4 separate regions of the Mus musculus genome follow, and regions 1, 3 and 4 are each linked to region 2. The links are chromatin contacts, called in public HiChIP or PLAC-seq maps. All regions are on one chromosome and are shown on one strand. Each heading gives the region's core, a stretch centred on a gene start, on an enhancer-like site or on the middle of the called end of the contact. The rest is flanking DNA. Distances are from core to core; before and after follow the strand shown. Region 1 overlaps Eri3 (exoribonuclease 3). Region 2 overlaps Rnf220 (ring finger protein 220). Region 3 overlaps Eri3 (exoribonuclease 3). Region 4 overlaps Eri3 (exoribonuclease 3).

The links. HiChIP or PLAC-seq counts read pairs in DNA pulled down with a chosen protein or histone mark.
Region 1: a contact with region 2 is called in an H3K4me3 HiChIP or PLAC-seq map of forebrain, with 6 times the contacts expected there. The contact joins two enhancer-like sites. A contact is called at or near these places in 8 of 39 promoter capture datasets (the C10 cell line, the HPC-7 cell line, cranial neural crest and 5 more), 1 of 15 datasets of contacts at CTCF or cohesin (the NIH/3T3 cell line), 4 of 484 Hi-C or Micro-C datasets (embryonic fibroblasts, embryonic stem cells, myocytes and 1 more), 29 of 115 datasets of contacts at active chromatin or transcription factors (DN3 thymocytes, the NIH/3T3 cell line, T-cell acute lymphoblastic leukemia and 19 more) and 2 of 9 other capture datasets (adipose tissue and embryonic trunk).
Region 3: an H3K27ac HiChIP or PLAC-seq map of embryonic stem cells shows a contact between it and region 2, with 3 times the contacts expected there. The contact joins two enhancer-like sites. A contact is called at or near these places in 5 of 39 promoter capture datasets (the 3T3-L1 cell line, the C10 cell line, the HPC-7 cell line and 2 more), 1 of 15 datasets of contacts at CTCF or cohesin (the NIH/3T3 cell line), 7 of 484 Hi-C or Micro-C datasets (bone marrow-derived macrophages, cerebral cortex, cortical neurons and 3 more), 17 of 115 datasets of contacts at active chromatin or transcription factors (bone marrow-derived macrophages, cardiomyocytes, craniofacial prominence and 10 more) and 1 of 9 other capture datasets (adipose tissue).
Region 4: an H3K4me3 HiChIP or PLAC-seq map of forebrain shows a contact between it and region 2, with 4 times the contacts expected there. The contact joins two enhancer-like sites. A contact is called at or near these places in 4 of 39 promoter capture datasets (the C10 cell line, the HPC-7 cell line, cranial neural crest and 1 more), 13 of 115 datasets of contacts at active chromatin or transcription factors (craniofacial prominence, embryonic basal ganglia, embryonic brain and 8 more) and 3 of 9 other capture datasets (embryonic stem cells, embryonic trunk and liver).

The regions. Positions count from the first base shown.
Region 1 is chr4:117,652,666-117,656,113 of GRCm38.p6, forward strand. The region is part of intron 8 of Eri3 (exoribonuclease 3); the gene reads left to right. Among named protein-coding and RNA genes, the nearest start is that of Dmap1, 28 kb to the right of the region's middle. Within about 2 kb of position 1,951, at least 24 of the 459 cell types and tissues checked have an H3K27ac peak or open chromatin away from gene starts, as enhancers often do. A contact at or near this core is called in forebrain and stem cell-derived motor neurons, where this site is marked.
Region 2 is chr4:117,281,976-117,285,179 of GRCm38.p6, forward strand. The region is part of intron 8 of Rnf220 (ring finger protein 220); the gene reads right to left. Among named protein-coding and RNA genes, the nearest start is that of Gm12843, 5.8 kb to the right of the region's middle. Within about 2 kb of position 1,531, at least 55 of the 459 cell types and tissues checked have an H3K27ac peak or open chromatin away from gene starts, as enhancers often do. A contact at or near this core is called in embryonic stem cells, forebrain and stem cell-derived motor neurons, where this site is marked.
Region 3 is chr4:117,580,105-117,583,722 of GRCm38.p6, forward strand. It overlaps Eri3 (exoribonuclease 3), which reads left to right. Exons shown (of 9, transcript NM_080469.4): 4 at 2,496-2,612. Among named protein-coding and RNA genes, the nearest start is that of Eri3, 32 kb to the left of the region's middle. Within about 2 kb of position 1,302, at least 4 of the 459 cell types and tissues checked have an H3K27ac peak or open chromatin away from gene starts, as enhancers often do. A contact at or near this core is called in embryonic stem cells, where this site is marked.
Region 4 is chr4:117,635,502-117,638,609 of GRCm38.p6, forward strand. The region is part of intron 7 of Eri3 (exoribonuclease 3); the gene reads left to right. Among named protein-coding and RNA genes, the nearest start is that of Dmap1, 45 kb to the right of the region's middle. Within about 2 kb of position 1,595, at least 28 of the 459 cell types and tissues checked have an H3K27ac peak or open chromatin away from gene starts, as enhancers often do. A contact at or near this core is called in forebrain, where this site is marked.

The DNA of each region.
Region 1 (3,448 bases), core at 701-3,200, 370 kb after region 2:
ATTTTGAGCTCAGCACTGGAGACTGAAGGAGACACAGTTCAGGAATGACTAGGGAAGGTCCAGAGATGCTGCAACACGGAGCAGGAAAGCTTTGGAGGCTTGTGAGCAAGACATTTTAGTGGGGCTGGGTGGGTTTGGCCCTGGGAGCCTGATGTACAAGATGAGGCTGCTGAACTGCACCGCCCTGTGGCTCTGACAGTCCCTCAGTCAGCTTATCTCCAAGGCAGGGTGGCCTCCCAGCGACTGCTGAGTAGTCTGCCTTTCTTTCACTTCATCAGTGTGTCAGCAAAGTGTTCCTCTCATTTTGCATAAACTCATTTGCCTAACAGTCATGTGAAGGTAGGCATCACATTTCCCTTCCTAAGAAACTGGCATGAGTTGGTCAAGGTCCCATAGCCGATGACCTGAGGATTAAGTAAATACCCAAGTGCCCGACCCAACATCTCAATCCCTGTGCCCTGCCAATGCTGCGCCTTTGTAGTGTTGAACTTTGTGATTGTTTTGACTTAAAAAATAAAACAAGGGCTGGTGAGATGGCTCAGCAGTTAAGAGCACTGACTGCTCTTCCAGAGGTCCTGAGTTCAATTCCCAGCAACCACATATAATAAATAAATAAATCTTTTAAAAAAATAAAATAAAAAAATAAAACAAAACAAAAAAACCAAGCCAGGTGTGGTACTAGACGACAGGCAGATGGATCTCTGAGTTCGAGGCCAGCCTGGTCTATAAAGCAAGTCCAGGAGGACAGACAGGACTCTGTTACACAAAGCAACCCTGTCTCGAAAAACAAAACAAAACAAAACAAAAAACCCGGGTTCTAGGATTCAAATTCAGATCCTCATGCTTGAGGGAAAGCACCTCGCCGCTCCGCTGAGCTGTGTCCTCAGCCTCCCTCCCTCTCCTGCTGGCTCTCCCTATTCTCCATAAGCTCCCATGAACCTTCTGGGCCTGCAGGGTGTGGGCAACAGCTGGAGAAAGAAAAGGCAAGACAGGCCCTGCCGTCCATCAGCTCTGTGAAGACACTGCACATCTGCTGACCTCAGCCTCTTCCAGTCCTGAACCATCTTACTCTCATTACAGTTTGCTCTCTACCTCTTGGCCCAGGGAATCCCACCTATCTCCAGGCCCTTGTCTTAGGCATATAAAGAAGGGTATCTTGATATCATTTGTTATGGGCAATAACTGGGTCCTTTTAGGCTGGGGGTGTAACTCAGTAGTAGAGCACTTACCAGCAAGAGCAAGGCCCTAGGTTCAGTCTCTAGTACCACAAAAGAACAAACCAAACTAGAATCTTCCAAGCTAGGCTCTGCAGCAGAGTCTGGGTTTCTTCCCTTCTTTCCTTTCTGAAATCTGTACAGGGAAGATCAGACAAATCTGCTATTGTGACAGAGCCTACAGACTTCAGGTTTTAGCTGGCTAGGAGAATAAGTGAACAGCCCCCATACCCAGCTGGGTGGGCCGGCCCTGCGGTCTTAGCCTCTCTGCTCTGAGACTGAGGGGTCCCTGCAGAGGCTCATGGCACAGGTGGCATGGCCAGAGACCAAATGGACTCTCAGGAGCTTGCTGCCCACCAGAGTTTGGCAAGAGCTAAGCTGGCAGGTGGTGGCAACGGGGAGGGTGCCCCTCTGTGGGAAGAAGTACTAGCCTGTGGTCTCCCCCACATGAGTAGGGTGTCTATCAGAGTCCAGTCAGAATGCATTAGCTCTGTGGCATGGATCTCATTAGTGCCCGTGAGAGGTGTCACTGCAGGAGAAACGTAGGCTCAGGGAGATGCTTGTACCGAAAGGAAGAAAGGACAGTGACAGCCTTTTCTCTGCCGCCAGCTCACTGGGCCTCCCACCCTCCTCCTCTCGGGGAGGGGGGTGCTGGCTAATGAGCTCAGCTGCAGTACAGCTTTGGCTTCCCCTCCTTGAAGTTTCCCAGGTCTCTCTGAAGACCTTGCCCGCCCGGATTAGCACACATGGACACCAGCCCCTCCTTTTGCCCAGCAGGGAGTTCCTTCTGATCACCCAGCTCCTCCACAGTAGGAAGGGAAAGGGGGAGGGGCTAACATGGGGGAGGGGTGTTGCACCCCTGGGAATGTTCAAATCCCTCTGCATCTCAGGGTCCATGATCCCCTCTCTGCAGAGGACTCTTGCTTTCAAGAGCTTCAGTCTTTGCCTCCCTTTCAGCCATCTGGCCATTCTTTTCCCTCTGCTAAACCCCTTACAAGACGGAGAAAAGTGTAAGGACTCTCTCTGGTTGAGGAGTCTGCAGGTAATATGTGGACTCGACATTCAGAAGCCCTCGTCTAGGCTACAGATGACCCTGTAGATGCTGACATTTCTCCTCTTGTCTGCCCTCAGCTGTGTCTCACCACTACCACCATTGCTATTTTGGGCTTGGCCACTGTCACTGCTCAGAGGGCCAGCTTTTTGTTCAGTGTGAAACAGAACTAGAGTGTCTTTCCCCATACTTACCCTGCCCATCTCCTTTCTGATGTAGCCTTGAGAAAGTGAAGATCCAGAAAGTGGGTGGCCATAAAGGATAATTACTCGGGTGCCAACAGGGTCTCCACTTCCTATCTGGATGGTCCCTGGAAGTGAGGGACAATTTCCTCCTTGAACAAGACCTCCTTGGGGCCCCTAAGCATGTATGTGTGTTAGAACTGGTTTGAGTGAGTTGATGGATGGAAGAAGGTTCTGGGGTGTGTGTGTATGTGTGTGTGTGCTCGCGTGTGTGTGCGTGCAGTATGATCTTTGTTCCCTTCTTCTTAGCCCCAGGCTGGCTTGGCCTCCCCTTGTCTCTCTCTGTATCTCCTGTCAGACCATCGCAGACGTAAATGACAAAGAAATCAGAAAGACAGATCAATGCTGGCCAAATTAGCACTTGCAGATAGACTGTGCGGGGATGTCAGCGCCCTGACCCCTGGTGATCTTGCAGCCTTCACTGCTGATATTATGCAAATTGCATCCATCTGGCAGGACCTGTGCGTGCTTGCTGCTCCTACTCAGAAGAGTAATGGGCTGGGGGTGGGCGGGAATGTTGGAGCAAGAGTCAGTTGGAGTGCCTGTGTTTGTGAGAGCATGTGTGTGAATGTGGTGCCCACCAAGCACTGGGCGGTGATTGAGTGATTGACAGGGCAGATAAGGGGCTGCATTGGATTCCTTTGGGCTAGGGGATTAGGAACAGCTACAGATGGGAGATAACTGGACTTCATTGCAGTTTATTTTCCTCCTTATCCCTTCTCCCCACCTTCACTCCCTGAAAAACACAATTGCTGTAGTTTGCGTTTTTCATCAATATTTGCAAGTCATTACACTGGTTTAAGGTGAGAGACAATGTCAGGGCCTAGAGCCGACCAGCCCCTCTCTTGAGTCCTGAATGGGTCCTGTACCCTGAGAATTAATCTTTTTTTTTTTTTTTTTTTTTTTTTTTTTTTTTTTTTATAAAGATTTATTTATTTATT
Region 2 (3,204 bases), core at 281-2,780:
ACAGACTTTGTATCTCTGGCTGGTCTAGAACCAACTATGTAGACCAAGGTGGCCTTGGAATTAGAGACCCATTTGTGTCTGCATCAGGAGCGCTGGGATTGAGAAGAGAAATACTGTCTCTAACCTACGTCACCCTGAAAGGGGCTTCAGCCAGGGCTCAAAGACAAAGGTGCACACACTTGCCACTTCCTGAGCATCATCCTGGGAAGTGAACCATCTTACCACTCCTGGCCCACAACATAACAGCCACCTTATTTAAAACTAATCTTTTCCACATCCTTTTGAGCAGACTGATCCTTCTAGTTGTACTGAGTTCTGGCTTCCCCAAGTCTGGACAAGTGAATTCTTACTGGCAACCGATACAAGGGAGGACTTACAGCCCAGCACCCCACACCTCTAAGACAGAGGAGGTAGGGAATAAGAGGAAAATCGAGCCCTTACTCATTGGTCACATGGCTCCTTGAGGATGGAGGTCACATGGTCACAGTTATCCCAAGGCTGCCTCCCTTGTGGCCCATTTCTCTAGCCTGAAGACATCTCTTCTGCCTAGGTTTGGCAGAGTATCCCAGAAAAGCACCTTTTACCCTAATTGTTGTATCTTTAGATGAAGCACTGGGCCCTGGGTTCTGCCCATATGCAACACCACGAGCAGTGCAAAAGACCTGAGGTTTCAAGTGAGCAGGCGGCAGCGGAGTGCACAGCCCAGAGTGCTCTGAGACCCGAGGGTCAGACGAGCTGCTCTCTACAAGACTTTCCTCATTTCCCCAGGCTTTATTTCTGTTTCTTAATCTGTTTGTACTGGGAGGCAGAGGCAGATGAAACTCGAGTCTGAGGCCAGTGTGGTCTACACAGCGAGTTCCAGGTCAGCTGGGGTGACATAGTGAGATCTCCTCTCTAAATAAATAAGAATCTATTTGTAGACCGACCTCCCTCGACGTTCTCTTGCTCTCTTTTGTCCTGAGACATTGACCCTCCTTGTCATTAACCCCAGGCTCTCAAGCTCACAGCCTGTTCTTCTGAGCCAAGTGTCTTCACCATGACTCTTGCTAGACCACTGCCTAGATTACATTCAAGGCAGCCGGTCTGACCATGTAGGAAGCTCTGTTGAGGATGACGAGGGGACCCTAGTCTGGGAGGGGGGACAGAGGAATGAAGGGATGCAGGGACTTATCACAGTTCTTCAACTCTTTCATATCTAACAAGGACAGCAATCTCTGCTGTCAGCATGCACAGGACGGCTTAAATGGGCCTCGCTACTCTCCTGCTCATCCTGCCTCTGCCTCCCTCTCTGAAGTCGGCCGGGCAGCTTCTTCGGCTGGCGTTATCACTCCCTCTAACCGGTCTTGGCAGGCAATCTAATTCCTCCTGAAAAGGTCACCGCCATTTTAACTGCCTTTCAATCACATTAAGCAGGAGCTGCCCAGCTTGCGGCCCAGCCCGCCCGGCGGCGATCAATGCACTGCACTGACACCAGCAGCCTGGCAGGGCCACACCCAACCCCCCCCCCCAAGAGTTGGGCCTATTGGTCCTGGCCAGGGAGGGTCGGCTGACAGATGGCCAGCTTTTGCAGATGGGCTTCAGGGGCAGAGGCAGTCAGGATCAGCCAGGGCCTCTCTTTGATAGCCCCTCCCATTGAGGAGGCTCCACTTTCTGCCTCGTGGCCCCCGCTGATCTCGCTGTAAAACAGCCTTTCAAGTTAGCCTGTCTTTTGACTGCACTAAGCTGTTTAAGAGGCGGCAGCAGCTTCTATCAGGAAAGCTGGAGCAATTCTCTGCAGATAAAGGCCCCTCCGGCCCCATTCCCTCTTCAAGTCTCATTCTCGCTCTCCAAATCGCTCAAAGAAAAGCCCTCTTTGAACTCTCCTCAGGAATTCTTGAAAGGATCAACCTCGCAGTGTAAACACACCCAGAAAGATGATACCTACCCGAGGCCCGAGAGCCTCTGACACCCATCTGCTGGCACATCCCATGCAGAAATGGCTTTGCTTAAGCAGTGGGCCCTGTGCAGCCTGACCCATTCAGACACTCCAGGAGCCCAAGAGCCACAGGGTCCTGTTCCTTGCCAAGAAACCTAAGCAGCAGCTGCAGTTGGTGTGAACAGTTGCAACTGACAGCAGAGCTAATCTAGAACAGCCTTCCAGAACTGACTCAGCAAGACTGCCTTCTAAACCTGGTCACACACCCTAGCATCCATGTGCCTCATTCCTGGGCTCATGAGCGCCATCCTTCATTCTTGAGAGGCTTCAGACCTGCTAGAGCCCCAGGACAGAAATGCTCTGTGCAATGACAACTAAGGCTGCTTACCTAGGGGGTGGCAACAGTTTGGTTTAACCCTCCTGATTTACGCTCTGACTTGTCTTCAGACTGGTGGGCACCATGCAACAAGCTCAGAGGCACAGTGCCCATCTGCACTGGATGGCACTGCAGAGACTTGATCTCACCGGAGACCAGGTGTCATGGCTCTACGGAGGCAAAGGCCCTCCTTCGAGCCTGCTGAGAGATCCCCCAAAGACCACACACAGTGGCCATCTCAAGGGTGTTGCCCAGAAAAACAGGAGGCAGATGGGATGCAGCCTGGCTCTCTTAATGACCACAAACTGCAGTGCCAGCTGTGCTTTACACAGAAAGAGTTAGAAGCCAAGAAGCAGGTACCTCTTTCTCTTGCCCATGGTGACAGAGCTTGACAAGAGGACACTGACCCTGGGCACCTAACCAATTCTTCTGTCTCATCTAGGGAGCCAACCCTTGTCTCAGGAGCTAGGAAGGGAGCAGAGACGGGTAGGGCCCTGAAGACTCTTCGGCAGCGATTGGGGAGAGCCCAAGGGAAGCAGGGAGCAGCTGAGCCCAGGCCCCTCTTCCTTCAGGGCAGAGGGCGCCATGGGAGAAGAGATGGGATCAGAGCTAAAATTAGATTCACCAATGAAGCTCATGGGAGGTCAAATTTTGCCATAACTCACTCTCTCCTCTGTAACTGATTTCCCTGACACAGACCTGGGGAGGAGGAGGAGGAAAATGCAATGTGTTTGCCTAGAAGCCCTGAGGGCCCCTAGTGCTGGAGGTGTACAGCAGGTTGCTGGATTCTCATTTATCAGCCTTAAGAGGGATGGAGTGATAAATGCATAACCGTCCCTTTAATATTTTATGCAGGTGCTAACGCGGCTTGGCTGTCACCTTCAATGCATCACCCGAGGCTGAGAGCCCCCCT
Region 3 (3,618 bases), core at 52-2,551, 300 kb after region 2:
TGTTTCCAGAGGAATGTCAACTCCTAATTTCATAATGTATCACAGGCTTAAGAAAATTGAATTTAATAAAAGCCAAAGATGAATGGCATCCTTAAAGGTCCCAACACTTGTCTTTATTAGCAGGACAAACTGCAGGTCTCCAAACACTGTTTCTTTCCAAATGAAAGTTTAAATGAAAAGTACAGTTGTGTCACAGGTTAAATCTCATTTCGGGCCCAGCTAACGTTGTTAGTGAGGAGCTGCTGTATTTGTTTCCTTGGACACCAGGGCAGCCAAACTCACCAGGCTGTACAGCGCTTTCTATGGTGGGGGTGTGGTGGGGTGGGGTGGGGTGGGGTGGGGCAGGGCGGGGCGTGTTTCTCCTATTTAGTAGGAGAGGGAGGATTTACTACAAACTGGGGTTATGGTGGGGGTGGGGTCTAACTCATGCACCACAGCTCTTGGGAATTGTGGATATGTGAGTTTTTAGGAACAGTGTGTATGGTATATGTGTGTGTGAATGAATGCTCAACTTAGTTGTCCAAAGCAAAACTCCCCTCTGCTTGGGCTCCTTTATAGTGCTTTATGGGAACAAAGGCTTACCAGTTGGAGGACGAGGCCTTCACTCCACTGGGAGAAGAGGTGTCTATCAGGAGCCTAGGGAGCAGTCTGAGCCTTCCTGCCCTTAACCTTGCAGCCGTTTTGCCCTTCCTGTGTCTGGTAATAAGTTCTCTTCAGCTTCTTCATCTCTGGGGATCAGCTCAGGGGGACCAGGTAGGCTCCGGTCAGCTAATGAGTCTGGTCGAATGACGCTTTCACAGGGGTCACGTATCAGTACCTTGCTTATCAGATATTTACATTATGATCCATACAGTAGCAAAATTACAATTACTAAGTAGCAACAAAAATAATTTTCTGGTTGGGAGGGTCACCACAACCTTTAGCTGTATTAAAGGGTCACAGCATTAGGAAGATTGAAAACCACTGGCCTAGGGCTACCAGGCAACCAGAGCCTTTAAATTTCTCTGATATGAAATCTAACTGCATTGATTTGTTTCTCAGTCTTACTGTTAGGCTTTGGGTTGAAATAAATACTTAAAAAAACAAGTCCATAATATTAGTGGATGTGTTTCCAAAGGATGGTAGTTGTCTTCCTTGGGACATAGAGACAATTGACAACTTTCTGTTTTCCTGCCCACTGGTTTGCTGAGTGTGGTCAGAAGTGGTCAGCAGTGGTGGTTTTTCTATTGCTCTTCCAGACTGTCTCTGCCTTGGCTTTGATGATTCTAGGAGGATCTTCTGTAGAGTGAGGGTTCTGGGGTAGGCACGCCCCGAAGAGGATTGTTGGGGCCCTGTGTGGGCAGAGCTCCCTTTTGTCTCTGCAGTGTAGGCTTTTTTCACATGCTAATTTTACTTGGAAGATTTTGCTTTTATTTATTTTTTTATTATTTCCTATTTGTCTCTTCCAGATGTTTTCAGGGCAGTTTTTTGTGTGTGTGGGTGTTGTAAACTAATTCCATTCATGTTTTAAAAATTTATGAAAGCGCTAATAAAAATGTCAAAGTGGTAAAAATGTTAGCTTTTCCTCTGCTTTGATTAAATTTTGCAAACTGTTTTTGAATATTAAAAAGCAATATATTTTTTTATTCTCTCCCCTTGGTTTCCCTCTTCTCTCTGCTGCGCGTGCTCTCTCCTGCCCTCTCCCCCCTCTGGTGCATCCCTCCCTCTCCAGGAACGATGTATGAGGCGTGCTGCACAGCCAGCGTTCTGCAAGCCTGTTTGCACACCAGGACCTTGGTGCTGTGCATCTCTATTAAATAACGGAGACAAATTAATCTTAGAGACACCAAACAAATTGTCACTCCTCCTCCTCCTCTTCCATTACCTTCCAGCAGACTGGGAAGGGCTGGCTAAGCGGTTGGGCGGGTAGGGGCAGGCAAAGGGGAGTGTGCAGTGCTTGAGAGGAAAGGTGGGAGGCACTAGCCACTATTAACTTGTGTTCCGTGTTCTTGTCTCTCAGGTCCCCTTTGGCTTTATTTGGGGAGTTTGTTTGTTTGTCACCTTTTTTTTCCTCACAAAAACTAATGAAGATCCCCTGCCCCCCCACCCCTGCCTCCGCACCATCCCATCCCACCACGGGCAGTGTTTAAGATTCATACAAGGAAGTCTGTGCTGAGTGATGGCTGCTTGCTTACCTGGAGATTCAGACATTTCAGGACAACAGCCTGGGCGAGAAAGAGATGGAAGGCCTTTCTTTGTCTTAGAGGATCATCCGAATGGGCCTCTGTGAGGGAAACAGACAGAGTGTACCACTGTCTTCCTTCCCTAAAACGACGAGAAGGCTTTAGCAGTGTGAGCAGTGGGATTATAAATGTTGACATCACCTCTTCTAGCCTTGGGTTTGAGCCGGCAGAAGGAACGAGCCACAAACACTCATTCTTTCTTGGCTTTGCATAGTTATTTGAAATGGTTGATCAAAATAACTTACCTTCTCTTCTGTCTCTTTGGCATTCTAGGAAATCATTGAGTTCCCCATCCTGAAGTTAAATGGCCGGACCATGGAAATCGAGTCTACCTTTCACATGTATGTCCAGCCTGTAGTCCACCCACAGCTTACCCCCTTCTGTACAGAGGTAAGGGCTGCTGGGAGAGGAGCTTTGGGATTGTTGGTTTATGCAGGCCATGTAGGGAAAGCTAGGTCTAATCGATGGTTAAGGCAAGAGCCCAGCAATGGCTTTTCACTTGACTTTAATCTGTGACTGCTTGAATATCTGTTCCCAGGGACAGCAGTGATACAGTTTGCCCCAGACTCCCCAACATTTCCCTTTCCTTCTTGTTCTCAGTATTCCTGGCAACTGGACACATGGAGTCAGTCTAGGAGTAGTATGGGACTTCTGGGACTCAGGTTCTTTCCAGTTCCGTTTTCAGTAGGGCCTGTTTTGCAACAGTGAGGATTTCAGTTGCTTGGAAGGAATTGTTATGTCCAGGTTTTCTTAGCTTCCTGAGATGTTAATGTTGCTCTGTTCAGCAAAGTAAAGCATGACTTTCCCACCCAGGACAGAGAAGATAGGCTGGCCAAGGCTGAGTGTCCGTATCTTGGTTTGTCCTGTACTTGGCTAACTTGTCTGCAGATTAGCACTGACCCCATTTTACAGAACTGAGATTTTGATAATTGCTGGAGGTTTAAAAGAGCTATCATCAGGGTGGAGGGAGTGCAGCTCCTGAGAGGGCTAACTCTCAGAATGCTGCAGAGACGCCACCTTCTGTGGCCATTTTCCTATAGTGTGCCCTGCCAGGCATTCTGTGGTAGAATTACCAGTCAGGCACACATGGCAGCAGAGGTGACAGAAAACATTAATTTGGAGCTGAGATATATTGAGCCTTTGTGCCTTCTTATAAAGACCTCCTTTCTACACATAAGTGAAAATAGGGGAAAGAAGTACTTGAGGAAGCCTGGACAGTTGTTGTGGAAGAGGCTGGGGAAAGGCCTGCAGGTTGCAATGGGTGTTTCAGTGGGCCCTGAGGCTGAGTAGCCCAGATATGGGGTCTCCAGAGCTGCTCCTGAACTCAGAGCCAGAGTTTGCTCTCTGACCCAGCTCGGCCTTTTATGGCAGGTACCCATCTGCCCAGATGTCCTTT
Region 4 (3,108 bases), core at 345-2,844, 350 kb after region 2:
GGCTCTACTATCTGCCCATTTCAGCATTACTCCCTTAGGGTTTCTTTCTGGGTCCTGCAAAACTGGGGGTCTTGTTTGTTTGTAAGTTTGTTTCTTCTGAGCTGTCAAGTTATTTCAAGTGAAGGGGCAACTGGAAAAATGAAGAATTGGGGCTAGAAGTGATGGGGTTCCCAGGAATGAGAGTGCATGTAGACAGCATCCATTCAGGTCCCAAAGGAAAGTTGTATTTGAGTGACAGGATCAGAGAAAAGGGAGAGAGGAAGCTTGCTGGAGGAAAGTGTTGGAGGAATGTCTGCAAAAAATCCCATATCTAGTACTGTGGACCACCATTCTCTAAGTATGCCAACCATCAGCTTTCTACTAACAGTCTGCCTCAGAGTGTTCTTGGCTACCTGTTCTCTGCCCTTGGAGAAGCCTTGAGTGTTCTAGAAGGCTGCTTCTGTAGGTTGGGTTGGGCAGAACAGGGGTTGGACTCCATATGATGCATTCTCCCTGCTTCCCCCGCCCCCCATACTTATTGTGAGTGTACTGAGAGCTTCGATGCTCTAAGGACCTAGCTATAGCCCTCCTCCAGTTCTGATGGATCGTGAAGGCCATGGAAGTATAGTGCCCTGGAGCTTCCTGCTGTGGTGTGGTTCTCCTCCTGCCTCTGAGCCAGGCCAGCCAGCCAGCAGCCTAGGAATGCTGTGTAGTCCAGAGCACACGTTAAGTCATATGAGTGTAGGGCTGGTTTGGCTACGCAAAGAAAGAATGGAGGTGCTTAGAGCAACTGAGACCTGGAAATAGAGGAGTCGTGACAGTCCCCCTACCCTACCCTGAGTGAGGGAGACATAGTCACTACAAGGTGACTAAGCAGTGTTAAGAGCCCTTAAGTAGGAGTGACTGGATTAGTCTCGAAGAACTGGAATGTCACCAGGAGAGGACAGTTAAGTGCAGAGCAAAGGGAGTATGCTGTACAGACATGTGTGCCTAAGTTTCCAGGGAGAGTAGAAAAACCAGAGGACACTATTATAGGACTGGGGCCCAATGAATTCATTGTCCCTGACACACTTCTCTGCCATTATTTGGAGGTGTGGCCTGAGAGCCATCTACATTCACCCACTGGTTGGGCTGACTACTGAGGCCTAGGTGCCCTCATTTGGGCCTCTTGGAGCCTTAGGGTGGAAAGCTTTGTAGGACAGGGCCTTACGGACTGGACCCCATGCCTCCCCTGCTCGTGACCCTTTTTCATTATTCCAAGATAGCAGGGAAAGGCTGGGATTTGGACTAAGGGAACAGCCTTGGTGAAACTTTGGGCAAGCTTGCTCTCCCCTTACCAAAGCCATCCCAGGCCCATCATGCACCCAGACTCAGCTTTCTGAAAGGGCCAGGCTGCTTCTCTAGGCTTCATCAGGGACACCAGGAAGCCAGGAGACTCATTTTCACTAGGATTTGACCTAAAGCAGGATTGGAAGGGAAGGAAAGAATTTGAACAAAAGTGCAGCAGGAAGGAGCTGTTAACAAGCCCTTCTTTCTCTTTGGGGATAGAGCAGAACCTAGCGGGGTGCAGCTGCCAGCTCTCCTCAGAGCGGCTCTCTGAGGTATCTGCAGTCTCTAGCCGCTGCCTGCTCACGCTCTCATTCCTTTTTTCCCTCTCCTCTTTCTCGGCTCTCTCTATTATGGGGACTTGCTCCAGCTCTTTCTCTCTCTTCTGTCTCTCCTTTTGTTCTCTCTTTGTCTATTTATCACACTGTGAAGGTTGAAAGAGATGTTATTAATCTGGGAGAATGAAGGCAGGATTAGTGGTATGAATCGGATTTTGAGAGGTGTAATGATAGAAAGACTCGCTCGGCTGGCGGCCTGCGTGAGCTTGATAAATGGGGAGCACTCCAGACTGACTCGCGCCTTCCTCCGCGCTGTGCGCCCTGCCCGCTGGGGCGTGCCACGCTCTCAGATCTGCCAGCCAGCCCACCCCGCTCCTACCTGAACCGGAGCAAAAAGCCAAGGGTAAAGCAGACACAAATATCTCCCATCGCACTTGGAGACATCATTGCCTTTAGCACCCTTTTCAAGTGGAGGCCTGTGGAGTTCTCAGACTGTGGGTAGACGGAAGGGGACCTAGACTTCAGACTGGAACAGTACCTGCTTGCTTCTGGGGCCTGTAGACAGAGCTGTCCTGCCTCTGAAATAGCAGTCAGACCTACCAAGTCAGAAACCAAACTGTATATGGTATGTGATAAGGAAAACTCTTGGTGGGGACTGGGGTAGGCAGTTTAGAAGGGACTTGGAGGAGTGGACAAAAGAGATTAGGGAGTAAGGTAATTGGTAATTACCTTGGTAATTAATTACTTAGTTCTGTAAGGGAACTAAGATCCTGAGACCACAGTGGCCTTTCCTGAAGTGATTTTTCTATGTTCAGTAGGCAGTTTTTTTTTTTTTTTTTTAAACAATGCTAAGGATCAAACCCAGGGCTTGTGCATGCTAGGCAAGTGCTGAGCTGCCTCGCAGATCACTCTGTGCCCTCTTGATTGTTCTTTGTTATTTTTGAGCCAGTCTTGCTACCTTCTCTAGACTGGCCTCAGACTCTCAGTCCTCTCCTCTGTTACTTCATTCACATCCTTTCAGTCTTTATCTTTAGAAAAGTTGTTTATTGCAAGGGTGGGCACATATCATGGCGCGCCCGTGGAGATAGAGGGCAGCTTTTGGGAGTCTTCTCTTTCTTTCCATCTTATGGGTTTGGGGGGATCAGATTTATGTCATTGGGCTTGGCAGCAAGCACCCTTACCTGGTGACTCATCTCTGTGCACATTCTTTACCTTTGCACAAGGTCTCATGGAGTGTGTAGCAGAGGGTGCTCTGAACTCCCCATCTCCTGAGTGCTCAGGTGGATATGTTGCGCCACTATGCCCAGTTTAGGCAGTGCTGGAGTTTGAACCCAGGGCCTTGTGCATGCTATGCTAGTGCTCAGTCAACTCAGCTACATGCCCAGCTCAGTCTTTTTAGCTTTGTAATCATAAGAGCCCAACGTAGATTTTCAGCTAATTGGTCTGTGGACTCTTCTCAGGATCTTTGACTCAGAATTCCCTTATGCATTTACTGTTCCATCTATAGCCTATGCGGGGCATCCTG